2 separate regions of the Sus scrofa genome follow, and region 2 is linked to region 1. A link is a contact called in public Hi-C data. All regions are on one chromosome and are shown on one strand. The core of a region is the stretch at or near the end of the contact, and the rest is flanking DNA. Distances in the headings are between cores, read along the strand shown. Region 1 holds the start of LOC102157627. Region 2 holds the start of CASP6 (caspase-6).

What was found. A called contact is a pair of places that touch in the nucleus more often than the background predicts.
Region 2: a contact with region 1 is called in a Hi-C map of liver, with 2.0 times the contacts expected there. The contact joins the promoter of CASP6 here to the promoter of LOC102157627 in region 1. A contact is called at or near these places in 15 of 47 Hi-C or Micro-C datasets (alveolar macrophages, blood, embryonic fibroblasts and 9 more) and 2 of 2 datasets of contacts at active chromatin or transcription factors (alveolar macrophages and skeletal muscle).

Annotation. Positions count from the first base shown.
Region 1 is chr8:112,412,091-112,416,499 of Sscrofa11.1, forward strand. LOC102157627 reads left to right here and starts at 2,225. Exons shown (of 2, transcript XR_001304070.2): 1 at 2,225-2,505. It overlaps GAR1 (H/ACA ribonucleoprotein complex subunit 1), which reads right to left and starts at 2,187. Exons shown (of 7, transcript XM_003129252.3): 1 at 1,899-2,187; 2 at 1,369-1,579. The coding sequence starts at 1,567.
Region 2 is chr8:112,517,487-112,521,895 of Sscrofa11.1, forward strand. CASP6 (caspase-6) reads left to right here and starts at 1,964. Exons shown (of 6, transcript XM_013989349.2): 1 at 1,964-3,405. The coding sequence starts at 3,375.

The sequences.
Region 1 (4,409 bases), core at 975-3,474:
CTTATGGTCATCTCAAACTAAAATACTCATCATATTCCTGCAAAATCAACCCTCTATCCCTATCACTCAAGCTCAAAACCTGGAAACCTTTATTACTAGTATTTAGCCAAGTTCTACTGAGTTTGTTTCTACCGAAATGCCTCTCCTATCTAACCCTTCTTTTTCTTTCTCACTTCCACCATCCTCTCAATGTATCATGAATGGACCATTGTGGGCTAGAACCTTTGACTCTAGCCACAGCCCTCTTCAAACCATCTTCCATACTGATCAAAGCTACTCTTTTTTTGTTTTTGCTTTTTTTTAAATGGCCACACCTGTAGCACCTGGAAGTTCCCAGGGCCAGGGACTGAATGTGAGCCACAGCTGCCAGATCCCTTGACCCACTGCACCGGGCTGGGGATGGAATCCATACCTCTGCAGCAACCCAAGCCACTGCAGCTAGATTCTTAACCCACTGGGCCATAGCAGGAATTCTGATCCAACCTACTCTTTATGTTACACTCTATTCATCCTTTCTTTTCTTTGGTGTAGGTTTCCACTGCCAAATCTGTTTCACTTTCCATGACTTCATCCTACCTCACTGAAAATTACTCTAAAACTACTCTGACTAGATCTTTTTCTTGATTTCCCCCTCGTAGGTTCCCTTCCAAGCAAAATATTTTCCTCACTTCTCTTACTTATTGCAATTGGAAGCATGGGCTTTGCAGTCAGAAAACGTAGTTATGTATTTTAAATATATCACTTACTGATCACTTGTCACTATGACCTTAGCAAAGAAACTTAATTCTAAATCACAGATTTCTTATCTATAAAATGAGAACAGCAAGAGTAAGCACACAATATTACCTACTTAATATCTCCCTTTCAGGACTTCCCGTTGTGGCTTAGAGGGTTAGATCCTGACTAGTATCCATGAGGATGCGGGTTCCATCCCTGGCCTCGCTCAGTGGGTCAAGGATCCAAAGTTGCCACAAGCTGTGGTGTAGGTCGCAGACATGGCTCAGACAACACAGTGTAGGCTGGCAGCTGCAGCTTTGATTAGATCCCTGGCCTGGGAACTTCCATATGCTACAGGTGCTGCCCTAAAAAGTAAATGTCTCCCTTTCCGCCCAAGCTCAAGTTCCAACTCCACGATGCGGTCTGTGTTTCCTTCAGCTTTCTGAAGGAAAGTCAATTTAAGTCAGTTTACAGCCTTGCCATAGACTTGACTCCTCAACCAAGCAGCAGCCTCGGTATGACAAGAGCGAGCTGCTAGATCTATCTTTCAGCACCCAACTCCTTGTCAAACTTCCTAATAACACAAATCCACAAACTCTGCCCCCCCTCCCCCTCCGCTCCCAAGCAGCCCAAACTCAGAAGCCGACATACACACGACTTGTTCCGGAGGTCCTTGGTCTTGGCCTTTGTTAAAGCCTCCGCGGCCGCCCCCACGTCCAAATCCTCCTCTGCCGCCGCCGCCTCTGAAATTACCGCCGCCTCCACCTCGGAAGTGGTTGTTGCCGCTGCCGCCGCGACCGAAGCCGCCACCTCGATTAAAGCCTCCACGACCCCCGCCTCGAAAAGACATGCTTGCTCCTACCTAGAGAGAAAAACAGTGCATGCTTTTCGGTTGCTATGGCCTCTGGGTACACCAACTAACCCCTCTAGGCTTCGGTCAGAAGCTATAGAGAAACAACAATAATAAGCAACCCGCCACCTCAGCCACGGCTGGGCAGCCCGTGACCAGCCGAAAGGATGTCACCTCCCCGTAGCCCTGTGAGCGCCAGCAGACCACGCACCAGCCCCGTCGCCCCCGGTGAGTACCTCCTCCCCCAGCAAGCAGCAAGTTCTTCAGCCACATCCCCTCCCTCCCTCTGCTGGGTTCAGGGTCCAGCATTCTCGGACTACCCGCCACTCACCGGCGCCACGTGCACCTCAGGGCTGGGCGCGCACACCCACCCGCCCGGTACTTCCGCCGCGCACGAGCCTCTTCGGCCGCCGTACGGGCACAAAATAGGGGGGCAGGAAAACTGACTAGAAATTCGAAAAACGGGTGTGCAAAACCAGCCAGTCTCCAACAGAACCAGAGACGCTGTCACCTGTCCGAAACAGCCTTCAGCTCTGGACGAGTATCAGTAATATCTAACGTCAACCGCTAGTTTACGACAGCAAGGTCCACTTGCCTAATGGGAGCAGAGGAAGTGACGTAAAATAGCGGCGTCCTTTGCGGCATGACGTTACTCGCCGGAACTTCTGCCCCGCGAGGTTGCCCTTGGCGATGGTTGGCATCAGGCACCGCCCCTCTCCCAGTGGCGAGGCGGGCTTGCAGTGGGAGCCAGTTGTCCTTGTGTCCTGGTTTCTCTGGCTATGTTGCGGTCCCCTTGTTGCTCACTTGGTTGAGACTCTAGCAACTACGCTGTCCAGGGCTCTGAGCCGCGCTTTGCTGGGAGGTGGATTTGGCTGCGACGGAACCCAGTGGAAGGACTTGCCTGCGTTCTTTAGTGCCGCTTGTTCCGATTTTTTGAAGTACGCAAGACTGTGAGCTGTGCTGCACCCGTCGTTCACTGTGGTTTCACTAAAGGAAGAAAAAAATGCGTGTGTGTGTGTGTATTTTAAAAGAAACTGTGTTATCTGATATAGCCAGGCCATATTTATATCTTTTGTATTAGAGAGTTTTTTACTTTGTCAAATACGTTTTGACCACAGTCGGTACACTATACTACAAGTCCCTCTCCCCTTCTATCTTTAAGCCTTTGAAATCTGACTTGACCTTCCGCTAGAATTTCTCTACCAAAGAAAGCTAGCGTCTATTTATTAAATTTCGTTGGTTTCTTTTCATTGAATCGTCTGAGACCTTACCTTAATATTTAACAGTCAGCCTCTTTTTTGAAAGAATGGGATCAGTACCATTTTCAGAGGGTAATTTACATTGTGGAAGAACTTAGTAAACTTAACTATGGAAGTATAGAATTAGTTTGTCTTACACACTGAAGTATAAGCTTCTTGAGAAAGCACCTAGTTTGGTAGACGAATTTTTATTCAGATTTGATAAATGTACTTTAAATTCTATACATCATACAGATGTAGAATTATTCATATGTTCAGTGTTTTATCTCCATCCGGTGTCCCACTTTTATCTCCAACTCAGTGTGACGAGACCATTGAACTTTTATGGGACCTTCAAGAATACACGGTGCCCTTTTATTTTGCATGTAAATGAGGTAACTTTCTCATCTCGTTAGAGGGACAAACTAGAAACATGGATTCTCACAGTTCTTGATCCCTTTTCTGCACCGCCATTGCAAGCTCACTCCTTCCTCTTCCAGATTATTCATCATTCCAATTCCCTGTTTGTCCTCATGGTAGCATCATACTCTTGGTTTCCAAATCTTTGGACTCAAACCTTTGAGCACTCCTCTGTCATCGTTGTCATCATTCCACCCAACCTTGGCTTTGAAGTCTCTTTTTTCTGAAACTATCAATTTCTACTGATTCCTTCTAGCTTTGTACAGTCATCACAGGCCTTCTTTTGTCACTGTTATTCCTTCCCTAAATCACCCAATATAATCTACAACAACTCAGGTCCAGAAATAATAGTAGTGAACTACAACATCCTCACATTCTGAGCATCTTTATTGTCTCAAAATAAATGGTTCTGGGCTTAACTTTTCTTCCTCCCATCTCTACTGCACGTGATGACATACTGAACTTATTACAAGTTTCTTCATTCCATAGCCACCCTCAGGACCTCAAATAGTTCCCCATTTCCTTTAGCTACAAGCCTAAGGTAAAATCTTTCCTGTGACCAGGGCTTCTATATAATTAATTTTATTTTCCTCCAATGCTATACACTATTTCTTTGCCCCATCAGGCCAGCATCATTGCCTTGCTTTTCTTTCTCTGCCACTGGTGATCACTTACTTCTTAGAAAAGCTCCATTTCTTATTCACTAGACCAGCGTTTTTCTGTGTTTTTACCATGGAGGAACCATTGAATTATTTTTTATGTCTCAGAAAACCCTGCATAAAATTCATACATACATGTAAAATATAAATATATGTATATATCCACCCTAGTATGTTAACGTGATTAGCAGTTTATAGATATGTAGACATAATCCAATAATAATTGTCAATGTTCTTTTTTTCAACTGTGGTAAAATATGCATACGTAAACTGTAGCATATTAATCATTTTAAAGTATATAGTTCAGTGATTCAGTTGTGCAACTCGAAGCTGTTTTGAGTAGAGAATAGTGTTTTTCTATGAATCTGTTTATTTTTATCCAACTTATTAGCGTACTCTGCGTGGTTACCCCCTCTCACAAAGAATATTCTTTTTCTTTTTTTGGTCTTGCCTGAGGCATGTAAAAATTCTCGGGCCAGGGATCTAATCCAAGCCCCAGCACTGAGAACACCAGATCCTTAATCT
Region 2 (4,409 bases), core at 714-3,213, 110 kb after region 1:
CAAATAGAACAAGCTTTCCTTCTGAGACACCCCCCGCCCCGACTAGACTAGTAATACTAATTTAAAAGTTGTTTTGTTAGTTATAACTACTTCCCCTTAAAATGAAAAAGTGGTATTTCTGTCAGTATTTATGTTATCTGGTACAAAACAAGAATGATATCTCACAAAGTGAAGACAATGGACTTTTCTATAAAAATGACTCTTTAGCAGACTGACCACTGATTTGGGGAGTAAAATGAGACCTATTAGAGACGATCCTTCCATATATATTACATTGCATTCTTGAAAATTCACAGATACTACCTGCAGAATATTCATCCCAGTCTTGTGTAACATCTGGCTGTAATAATTGAAATAGCCGCTTTAGCTGTGGTTTTTCCTCACTGAATTGGTACAACCAGTACATGAAAAAATAAACTAACAGTTCCCAGTAAAACTAAAGGGAGTCTGGTTGTGCCTAAGCAGTAATGAACTCAACTAGTGTCCATGGGGACTTGGGTTCAATTCCTGGCCTCGCTCGGTGGGTTGAGGATCTGGCATTGCTGTGAGCTGTGGTGTAGGTCTCCAGTGTGGCTCGGGTCTGGTGTTGCTGTGGTGTGGGCTGGCCTCTGCAGCTCTCCATTTACCCCTAGCCTGGGAGCTTCCATCTGCTGTGGGTTCAGCCCTAAAAAGCAAAAAATTAAAAATTAAAAAAAAATGTAAAACTGAATCAGCAGTGTCATCTTTGCATACAGGCCACAGTGAAGTTATCCTTTTTTGTCCTGGTCTTATTAGGTTTCCGTAACAGCCTTCGAAGTCTCCTTGCTGACAACTTTATAAATATTTCCTTGTTGGCTCTCAAGTTTTCTTAAGTGGAGGAATCAGAATTATAAAAATTTGGTATTTCTATGATTTATATAGGAAAAAAAACAAGGCTTAGTGGGGGTAAGCACTGAAAAAAAAAGTCAAAAATTTTTTTTCAAAATTTAAGCTTTAGAATTATCGCTGAATTTATCTTTATTCCATATATTTCATTCCTTGGATAGGTAATAGTTGGCTAAGACCTTCAGATTCAGTAAATTCCATAAAAGTGACTATTCATAATGGTAAGAATCAAGCTATCCAGTCAGTTAAGTTTGGTGTTAAAGTATTAAAATAATTAAGATTATTCAATATGGATTATTATTTCAATATGGATTATTTTAATATGGATTTGCTTTGGATTCTTTTTTTCCACTTTGAGAAGGAAGAGATTGGTAGCATTCTTTTTTTTTGTTTTTAATTTTATTGGAGTCCAGTTGACTTACAATGTTGTGCCTATTTCGTCTATGTCCCACACGTGAGCATGCAGCAGAACCACTGGAGGGCTTGTTAAAATGCGATGGTGGACCCTACCCCCGGCTTCTAATTCAGTAGGTCTGATTCTGTAGGTCTCAAGAGTTTGCATCTCTAGTATGTCCCCAGATGACATTGATACTGCTGGTTCAGAGACCACAGTTTGAGAATGTTTCTAGGTAATCTTTAGTGACTAAAAATAAATGAACTGAAAATTTACTGAGGGCTGGGTATAATCCTAGGAGTTTGCCAGTTACTGTCTCAAAAAATACTGAATGAATTTTGTCCCCCCTTTACAGAGAATTTGAAGCTGGGAGAGGTTACATTGTTTTACTTGTGTTATGTCTCAAAGGGAATAAAATGGTGGAGCCAAAATTAGAATCTAGGCAGCCTGTTTCCCAATCTCAGTCACTTACCCTTTTTACCTGGGGACTATTAGCTATTGCTTTATTTTTACTTTTTTTGCTTTTTAGGGCCGAACTAGTGGCATATGGAGGTTATATGGCTAGAGGTTGAATTGGAGCTACAGCCGCTGACCTGCACCACAGCTCAGGGCAACGCCAGATCCTTAACCCACTGAGCTAGGCCAGGAATCAAACCCGCAACCTCATGGTTACTAGTTGGATTCGTTTCCACTGCACCACCAGGAATTCCTTAGCTATTGCTTTAAAAGGCTAAAATTAAACATTTATAATTGTGAAATAAGTATCCTAATGCTTTGTATTTGTACGTCTTAAGGTAGACAGTATCTTACTTTAAAATACATAACCGTATATGTATAAAAGCAATACAGTATTGTGAGATACTTGAGAAAAAATAAATTTCTTTCGTCTCCTTTCAGATAAATGGAGGGTCAGCCAATTGAAATTCCACTTCTATATAAGGACTATTTCTGTATAGAGGAGATACCCTGAAAACTAGGCAGAAGGACAGGAAGCTCTGGTGGTCAGAGAAGTCATTCAAACTGGATAGAGTCCAGAGTGCAGTTGCAGAAACCTGAATCTTATTCAGGTTAAATATTTGTTGAGCTCCTCCTACCTTCTAAGCAACTGCTGGGTAATGGGGAAACCGAAAGAAGTCAATTCTGTTTTCAATAAGCTTAAGATGGTGGCAATAGAAATTCGTTGAGCTCTTCACAAGCCAGGCATTGTTCTGACTACAGTAGTTTAACTCAATTGTCAAAACCGTATGAGGGAGATAATTGATATTCCATGTCTTCACTGCAGCATGTTACTAAGATAGTGATTTCTGAAATATTTTATGCATATAATGAAATGAACAGCAAATGGCAAAGGGTGAGTAAAATCCTTTGATTTCATACTCTATTCAATGACCAAGTAAGACTTTTTTTTTTTTTTTTGCGCACCCAGGGCAAATGGAAGTTCCCTTGCCAGGGATCCAATCCGAGCTGCAGCTGCAGGCCCAGCCCTTTCAGAGACAACTTGGGATTCTTAACAGCGGGAACTCCCTTAAGCAAGACTTTTCAGCCACAAGTATATGCAGGAAGCTATCCAGTTAGATTTTTATTTTTCTCTCCCAATCCGCTCTACAAACAAAGAGCATTTTAAAGTACTGTAAATCCTTGCAAGTCCTATAACGTAACTCGCACTGGGGAAAAGATTCCACGGGAAACAGGAAAACACAACACCCTGTACCTGAGGGCGTGGAGAAGAGCTAACACTTGGGGCGGAGCTTGAGCGAGCCTTGCTGCCTGCAGGTGCTCTGAAACTGCCTGGGGCCTCCCACCCGGGGTCCTCCCACCCCGGGACCGCCCCTTGGCCTCGGGATAAGAATTGCGGCGTCCCTTAGGCTGGGTTCTGCTCTCCAGGCGCCAGGCTAAGAAGACCGCGTCCCCTGCCCTGCTTGGACGCTCTGGCCCCCGCGAACTCCAGGTGAACGAAACGGACCTTAACTCAGCAGGGGGCACGGCCACCACCAACTCCCACCCCCACGCTCGGAGCGGGCGGCGGAGGGGGCCGAGGAGGAAGAGGCGGGGGCTGCGGCTCCGGCTGCAGGAAGCAGAAGCCGGTCGCGGCGTCGGTGCTGCGCGTTCCGCTGCGATGAGCTCGGCGCTGGACCTCCGCGGGGCAGGTAGGTGCCAAGCGGGCGCTCGGGTGGGATCAGGGGCGCGGGCTCCTTCTGGTTTTGCTGGGTGGCGGGAAAAACTGGAGGGTCTTAGAGGGAAGCTCTCAGGTCCCTTGGGGGAAGCTCAGCTTTGAGGCTCAGAAAAACAACTAGGGCACCTCGCCGCCGCCTCCTTGCGGTCGCTGGTGGCGGCGCCGGGTGCTGGGGTGTGTGTGCCCCGGCTGCCTTTGTCCTCCGGGCGCTGATCTCTTGCCAGGCGTCGGGGCTATTTAACTTTAACTGCGCCTGGTTATATGAAAAGTTGACTTTGGGAAGTAGGATCTTATTTTCTCACTCCTAAGTAAAAAGAAGGGGTTGCCTCCAGTAACAGTGGAGCCTGAGCGGCCCGCCGAAGTGCTGGGGCAGAGGATCCACTCCCCGACCCCGCCACTAGGCTTGCCCTCTCTGAACCTGGAGGCTAAAGCCCGGCCTCGGCGGCTGCACAGCTCCCATCGTTCTCCTGCGTTCAGGAAACCTGCAACTATTTGAGAATTTGAGTTAAAGCCACAACTTTTCTCTACCAAATAATCAACTGCTAAACGCATGCTTTAGAACGTTCTTCCTGGTCACTTACTAATTATATTACCAATAAGTTTTAGAAACTCGGAGCCTGGCCTTTAAATAAAAAAAGAAGCAGGGGTGGTGGTGGGGTTGAAGTGCTGACAGTCAATAGATGCATAGTGCTTTCATTTCAGAGCTTTTTATTTGCCGCACAAAACAAGCCTTGCCCCAGAGGCAAGTTGTAGAAGTCTCCATAGTCGTTCAGGAAGTGGCATTACTCTAGACACTCAGTGTAAGGTCCACTGGCCATTTCCCTTTTGGAACCAGGGGCGAGGCATGGGAAGCCCAGGCAGGAGTCCAGGAAGCTCCAGGGACCGCTTGTCACTGTGGATGGTCCCCTCCGTTCTTTTTATCATTTCCTTCCCTTTTTCCACTTGCTTCCTTTTCTTTCTCTACCCCACCCTTTTTCC